Linked DNA regions of Mus musculus: region 1 is linked to region 2. A link is a contact called in public HiChIP or PLAC-seq data. All regions are on one chromosome and are shown on one strand. Each heading gives the region's core, a stretch centred on a gene start, on an enhancer-like site or on the middle of the called end of the contact. The rest is flanking DNA. Distances are from core to core; before and after follow the strand shown. Region 1 holds the start of Scamp2 (secretory carrier membrane protein 2). Region 2 overlaps Ppcdc (phosphopantothenoylcysteine decarboxylase).

What was found. HiChIP or PLAC-seq counts read pairs in DNA pulled down with a chosen protein or histone mark.
Region 1: a contact with region 2 is called in an H3K27ac HiChIP or PLAC-seq map of embryonic stem cells, with 5 read pairs. The contact joins the promoter of Scamp2 here to the enhancer-like site in region 2. A contact is called at or near these places in 1 of 484 Hi-C or Micro-C datasets (neutrophils), 3 of 115 datasets of contacts at active chromatin or transcription factors (effector CD8 T cells, embryonic stem cells and pancreatic cancer cells) and 2 of 9 other capture datasets (adipose tissue and pancreatic islet).

The regions. Positions count from the first base shown.
Region 1 is chr9:57,559,475-57,562,917 of GRCm38.p6, reverse strand. It overlaps Scamp2 (secretory carrier membrane protein 2), which reads right to left and starts at 1,974. Exons shown (of 9, transcript NM_022813.3): 1 at 1,808-1,974. The coding sequence starts at 1,864.
Region 2 is chr9:57,426,696-57,430,253 of GRCm38.p6, reverse strand. All of the region lies in intron 3 of Ppcdc (phosphopantothenoylcysteine decarboxylase), which reads left to right. Among named protein-coding and RNA genes, the nearest start is that of Ppcdc, 12 kb to the left of the region's middle. Within about 2 kb of position 2,138, at least 111 of the 459 cell types and tissues checked have an H3K27ac peak or open chromatin away from gene starts, as enhancers often do. A contact at or near this core is called in embryonic stem cells and pancreatic cancer cells, where this site is marked.

The sequences.
Region 1 (3,443 bases), core at 725-3,224, 130 kb before region 2:
TACTCCTAATCCAGGGCAGCCCAATCCTGCCCTCTGTTATCCCTGGAGAAGATCTGCCGCAAAGTGGGGCAGCTGGCTGACCCTGAGAGCAGCAAAGCATTTCTAATTCTGACAGACTATAACCGGACAGAGGAACATCATATATACCACACACTCCCAGAGACTGCTGGACTTTTGCTATACATAACAGAACCCCAGTACTATAAAACAATCTATCATTAAATCAAAGGAGTTAGCAGAAGACAGCAACAGGAAAAATGCAAATACTCTTCTCCTCACTAAACTAATAGAGGCAAACGTTTGCCTTATGTAAGAGACATGTTCCCTGCAAAGGCTCTGTCAAGAAGCATTAAGCTACAAGAATATATTCTAAACTCCCCAGTGTAGCAAGGAATCAACTACCAAAATCTGCCCAAGGGTTCCTATCAGCTAGGTCACCTTGGGAAAGAAGCATAAAATTTCCACTCTCGGCCTGGCTGGGTGTGGTGGCTCGAGCTAGTTATGGCTGCACTTGGGAGGTAGAGGAAGGACCCCAAGTTCAAGACCACCATGTGACAGACACATAGGGCGTTCAGAGCCAGGCTGTGTTAGATGAAGAGATCCTGTTATAAATAATCCAAGGGCTCAGTGTTACCCAATATGCACAGCGGTGGAGGATTTGCCTAGAACGAACAAAGCTCTGGTTCAATCCCATTACTGCAAAACTTCAAAAGAGAAGATGGTCATACTCTACTCCCTGAGTGTATAACCATCTAGTTCAAGGCGCCTTTGCTTTGCTCCCACCCTTGGAAGGACCCACCCTGGAAAAGCTCAGTGGACTTCTCCAACACCTTCAGGAAATGCTGAAGCTGTAGAGGACCAAAATAAAGCACCAGCAAGACGAATTCAAGAGCTTGGTGACATACTAACACCGGAGGAACAGCTGCGCTCATAAATCCCCAGTCATCACAAGCATGCGTCCCTCAAACTGGTTTCGGGCAGACATGAAAGGAGAAGTAGAACGCGCCTTGGCACTAAAAGGAGTTCCAGTTCTTCAACATAGACAACTGGGCATCTCTGCGTTCTCCACGCGAAGGTTTTGGCTTAGGTCCGAAGACTGTTGTATTCTTTCAAAGTTCCAAAGGTCAGGCCGGTAACCACCCATGCAGATTTGTCAGACCCGTGTACCTTGGGCTCCAAGCTCCTTCACCTCCCTCTCCTCAAAGTGTGTGGCCCAAACTCAATCCAAACAAAGTGCTTGGCCAATAAGTAATTTTCTGGCTTGGCCTCTCTTCCTACCCTCTCTCAGCCTTCTTGATAAACACTAGGGACTCTCCTGTACTTTAGATGCTTGCTTCGCTACTGCTGTTGCTGTTAGGTGTTGGGTTATCTCCACATTTCTCCACCCCAACAGACTTCTACTTCCTCATTATGTTTCAATGAGCCTTTCTCCTAGGATGACTCAATACAGGTAGATCCCCCAAGACTGTAGAAATGGCACAGCAACATTTTGCTTCCCTTTCTGACTCTAAGACACCTCCCCAGGATAAGCGCGTGCTTGGCCCTTTTCTCCAGCAGAGGCCGGTCGGATGGGCTACAACCCGGGGTGCTCTAAGTGCCCACTTCTTTACAGCGCCCCGCCCCCTTGCCGCAGTTCCACCTGTTGCAAAGTCCCGCCTCCATACAAACTATGATAGGCCAGCCTTCAGATACCGCTCTCCCATTGGACAGGTGATCCGTCCCTCCTACGCCACGTCCCCGGCTCTGGCGAAAGAGGCCCAGGCCGCAGCCCTTTTCCCTAAAGAAATCTGAGAATTGGGGGTTCTACCTGGAAGGGGTTTACGTCCACTGGGTCCGCGAAGGGGTTAGTGTCGAAGGCCGACATGGTGATCGAGGGCCAGCGGGTGATCTCCGCGAGCGCTACTGCCTTTGGTCACTCAGACCCAGCGGCACACAGTGTAAACCCTCCACTTCCGGGAGCAAGGCAGCCGTTCTGGCGCAGGCGTAGCGCCCTCTGTGGGGGCGTGGCCCTGGACGTCACAAAGGTCCGTTCCGCCCCTGCCCAGCCTATTAGAAAGCGAAGGTTATTCATTCTGTCTCCATCCACTTTCTTTTTATCTCCAGAGATGCTGAGGATAGAATCCAGGGTCTCACGAATAATAGACATAGGTGTAGCCTTGAGCTACATACCCAAACCTTCTATCCACTTAGTCCTCCGGTGCAGAATCTCTTCTGATGTCTTCCTTCCTATGTGTATTTATTTTGAGCTTCCAAATAAAGGACTGGCAGGAAAGGATCATGCATTCATTCCTAGAGGGCAAAATTGAGGCGTTCGAGCAAGTCCCGGACCAAAAGGACAGGGGAGACATGTCAAACAGGAGTTATCTGAACAACTGTGCTCCAGGATAAAGCTGGAAGACCTTGCATCAACCCCTGCCCTAGATAAGCAGGATTTCTTTTAGGCTCCACCCTCCTGTGATTTCATAGATATCCTAGAGGTGGTAGTTAATTCACTCACAAACTCACAAACTTATTTATCCATGTCTTTCGGGCCGCTGTGAAATCTAGCTTGAATCGTTTCTTACCCTGGAATAGAACAGCGCTACTGATTGGTCTATTCTTGTGTTGCAACCAGATGGGTTTTTTGATTTTTGTGGTTTTGGTTTGTTTGTTTTGTTTTTATTTGGGGGGTTGTTTGTTTGTTTTGTTTTGTTTGCTTTTGGTTGTTTGGTTATTGTTTTTCCAGGGTTTTTGGCAGGTTGGTTTGCTTTTCTTGGTTTTGTTGCCTTTTTATTGTTTGTAGGTTTGAGGAATCTCTCATCCTAGAGTCTGATTGATACTCTTCTCACCAGCTAAGAAAAAAAAAATTCCAGCATAATTACCATTTACTGTTAAAGGCTGTTGACATAAAGTTAATATTCCTTTACTATGTGTATATTTTATGTTAGAGTAAAATGAATCAGGCTTAAAGCTTGAATGTTCATGTCCTTTTCCAAGATATTTCCTAAGAATCTCAAACAAAACTATTTACAATGAAGACATCATCTTTCTACATCCTGGGGAGTTTATCAACAGTAATCTGACAGGTCCACTTCAGAACTACCCAGTGATCTCGTTTAAGCTTTTTTTTTTTTTTTTTTTTTTTTTAATAGTCATGGTGGTAGTAGTAGTCATTCTTGTAGTGGTAGTAGTGATGCTGTGTGCACATGAGGGGTGGATGGGAGCGCATGTGTTAGGGGCTAATGTGGAGTTGGTTCTCTCCTCCCACATTTATGTGATTTTCAGGGACTGAACTCAGGTCACCAGGCACAGCAGCAAGCACCCTCACCCCTAAACCATTCTGCTGTGTGAAGTCCACTTGTTTAGTTTGCCCTCAGAGTCTTTTTGAATGTGTAGTCCCCATCTCTTCTCACCCCTTCTTTTGCCTACACTTCTTCATTCTACTCTTTAGTGGCTTTTCAGTT
Region 2 (3,558 bases), core at 889-3,388:
GATTAAATCTGTTTCTCAAGGATTGGGCTGTGCCCCACCTGTAACCTTCACTACAAATGGTTCTATACTGCCTGTTCCAGGAATGGCAATCATGTCTTTGTTTCAAAAAGTTAATAACCATCTTGGACCCTACCTTTGTTTCTAAAGGTTGTTATGGTTGCCTTGTTATGACTACCTGTTGTTATGTTCCTCTTGTAACTGTGTCTTTCAGGAACCCGTGCAAGACTAACTTGTTATGGCTATGTCCTGTTCCTGAAACCTTGCCTATTTTGCCCTCCAAATCCCCCATTTGTAAACCCCCTACCCTAGAACTATAAAAACCTCACCTTCCTCACCTCCGATGCTGTCCTCTCGAACCTGCCTTAAGGGAGGCAAGCAGGCAGCCTGTGTACACGAATCAAAAAACTTGCTTTAATTAATTGCTCACTTTAATTAATTTGGCCATGAGGATTTGCATCAGTTGTCTTTCTCTTCCTAGCTTTGGGATTAGCAATGGCTCAGTGACTTCAAGCACTCACTGCTTTCCCAGAGGACCTGAGTTTGTGTCCTAGCCCCCATGTTGGGTGACTCACGAGTGCCTGTAACTCCATTTCCTGGAGATCAGCCCAGCCGTCTGTGAATGCCCACGCTTATATGTACTGTGATAGTGTGCGCAGGGTCCTTTGGAGGTGGTTGTGAGGGAGATGGACTTCATTTTGTGTCAGGGTTCTCTACTGCATGTCCCAGTCAAGAGGCCCCATGCTAAAGCTTTGATGTGTTGTCTCACCACAGGATAAGCACAAGGCAGACGGGGTTTGGGTGCTGTTCCCCATACTCGAAGGCATTAGAATACTTGGCCACAGTTGGTGGTGCTGTTTGGGCAATTTAGGAGGTGTGGTCTTGCTGGAGGAAATATGTCACTGGGGCAGGCTTTGAGAATTCAAAGATCCCTCTCATTCTCCATTTGTTACCTCTGGTTCTTGCTTGTGATTTAAGATGTGAGCTCTCAGTTTGTTCCTCCTGCTGCTATGCCTGCTGGCTGCTCCTCTATAGTAATGATGAGGGACTCTTACCAGCTGGAGGAACCAGCAGCCCCAATAAACCCTTCCTTCTCTAAGTAGCTTTGGTCATAGTGGTCTATCACAGCCATAGATTAAGTAACTGATGCAGGGGGTATTTCCTCTTTCAAGTCCTTTGCTCCTGTGGGAACGTTATCACATGCAGGCGAGAGACTCCCCTCTCTGCCTGTGCGGAGACTTCAAAACAGTGCACAGAGCTGGTTCCATTATTACCATGAGTTCTTACTGGTTAATGTTTTGAGTTCATGGTTCTCTACTAGAGCAGCCATGTCTCTAGGGACCCCTGAACAATGTGCAGAGACAAGTCTTGGTTACTAGTAGAGAGCAGGGATGGAGGCCATGGGATTGTCTCACACTATGACTGTGAAGTATATCTACATAGGTTTCTTTGTTCTCTGCCATAGCCTGGACCAGACTAGGGCCCTAAAGTAGAGGCATCACTGAGAATTCTGTTTCCATTGCCCTCTCCCTCCCCCATCTTTCCAGAGACCCAGATTCCAGATTCAGCAGAGAAAAGGAAACCAGCCTCGTGAACTGGTTTCAGGAAGGAATCTCTATAAATGCTAGACACAATGCAGACAGCTTATGCAATCATGTCTGGCCAGGCTTCAGTCACATCGCACAAAGAAGTACCAGTTAAAAATACTTGATACAAAACCTAATCTTCAGAGGGATCTCGGTAGGGGACCAAGCACAGAGCTGACTCTCGGGAGTTATGCAGTGTGGGGGAGATTTAATGCACAGCTCTATTCCACCAGGACCCACAGGATTTCAGAGAAAGCATGGGGGGGGGGGGGTTCTGCCTTCAGGACGTTTTCTGCCCTGCCAGAACGCCTTAGCATTTATTGCCTGATGTGAATGAATGAATGAATAGTATATAGTGTGGTGTGGTGTGTGTGTGTGTGTGTGTGTGTGTACATGCACAAGTGTGCACGTGTGTGTGCATGTGTGCATGTGCTGATCCAGGACCCCCCCAACCCTTGGCACTCAGGACCTTTTTGCTAAGTGAATGAAGGTGAAAGAACAAACCCGACAGGGCTGATGAGTCAGATCAAATGGCATCTCTTTAAAACCAGAGAAACTAGCCTGGGCTTGCCTGTTAGCACTGGGGGTGGGGAAGGGCATAGGGAAGCCCTGCCTATCAGATATACGCCACATTACTCCTTAGGTGAATACATTCCCCCCAGGAGGTTCCCTAGCAGCGAGGCTGTATACCTTGGGAGGGTAGCCAGAGTGTGGACTGGCTAAGAAGTAGTGCAAAAATCTTGAAGGAAAGATCTCAAGTAGAGTTGTTGCTTAGGGTAGGAGCCCTAAAGGATGATCCAGGTCATCTGTGGATCCAGGCTGACCAGGAGATCCTCTGGAGGTGGCATGTTTGTGGAAAGGCAACGTGAAGGCACTGGGGTATTGAAGGATGTTTGGAGAGGAAAGCAAGTGAGGCGCCAGAGGAAGCCAGGACCCCCTAAGCAAGAACAGTACCAATTTGGGATGATTCCGAGCTAGCCCTAGGTAGAGTCTTTCCTTACAGCTGGCAGAGGCTTTTGAGATTAGAGTGGAGTCCTTTGATCTTCAGAGAGTAGCTTTCCAAGGAGGCTTACAGCGGAGAAAGTATAGACCCAGTGTTCACAGATGACTGGGAAGTTCTTAGAAACGGAGGGCGAAAATCCCTTACTGCAGTGTGTTAAGTCTGGGCTGCATGAAACCTTGTCTTAACAACCACAAAGCAGGTGGCGTGTGCCTTTATTCTCCACACTCATGAGACAGAGGCAGGTGAATCTCTGTGATTTCCAGGTCAGCCAGGACTGCATAGTCAGAATGCCTTATTAAAAAAAGAAAAGAGAAGAAAAGAAACGTGAGTTCTGTAGGGCTCACTGGGATCAGGCATGGTAGGACCAATTTTGTTGTTGGTGGTGGTTTTTTTTTTTTTTTTTTTTTTTTTTTTTTTTTTTTTTTGAGACAGGGTTTCTCTGTGCAGCCCTGGCTGTCCTGGAACTCACTCTGTAGACCAGGCTGGCCTTGAACTCAGAAATCCGCCTGCCTCTGCCTCCCAAGTGCTGGGATTAAAGGCGTGCACCACCACGCCCAGCTGGTAGGACCAATTTTATTCATATGTGTGCATATGACTTCAGAAGCTAGAGAAGAGCATCAGATCCCATAGAGCTGGAGTTACAGACCAGTTGTGAACTGCCGTGTGGATGCTTGGAAGCTGAACCTGGGTGCTCTGGCACAGCAGCAAGCCATCTCTTCAGCCCTTAAGCCATAACTTAGACTTGAGACTGTAATTTTGGCTTTAGGTGTTAGGTAAGCACTCGATCTCTTAGCTGAATCTCCTAGCCCTAGAGGAGATCTTTAATGGATATCTTCCTAGACCCCTGGAGATGTTTGTCAGGCTGTTTGTAACCAGTGAAAGATCCTATTAGAAAAAGGCTGTTCCTGTTGGGATGCAGCTCAGTTGGTAGAGTACATGCTCAAAGCCCTTTGTCGATCCCCACAACCAGGT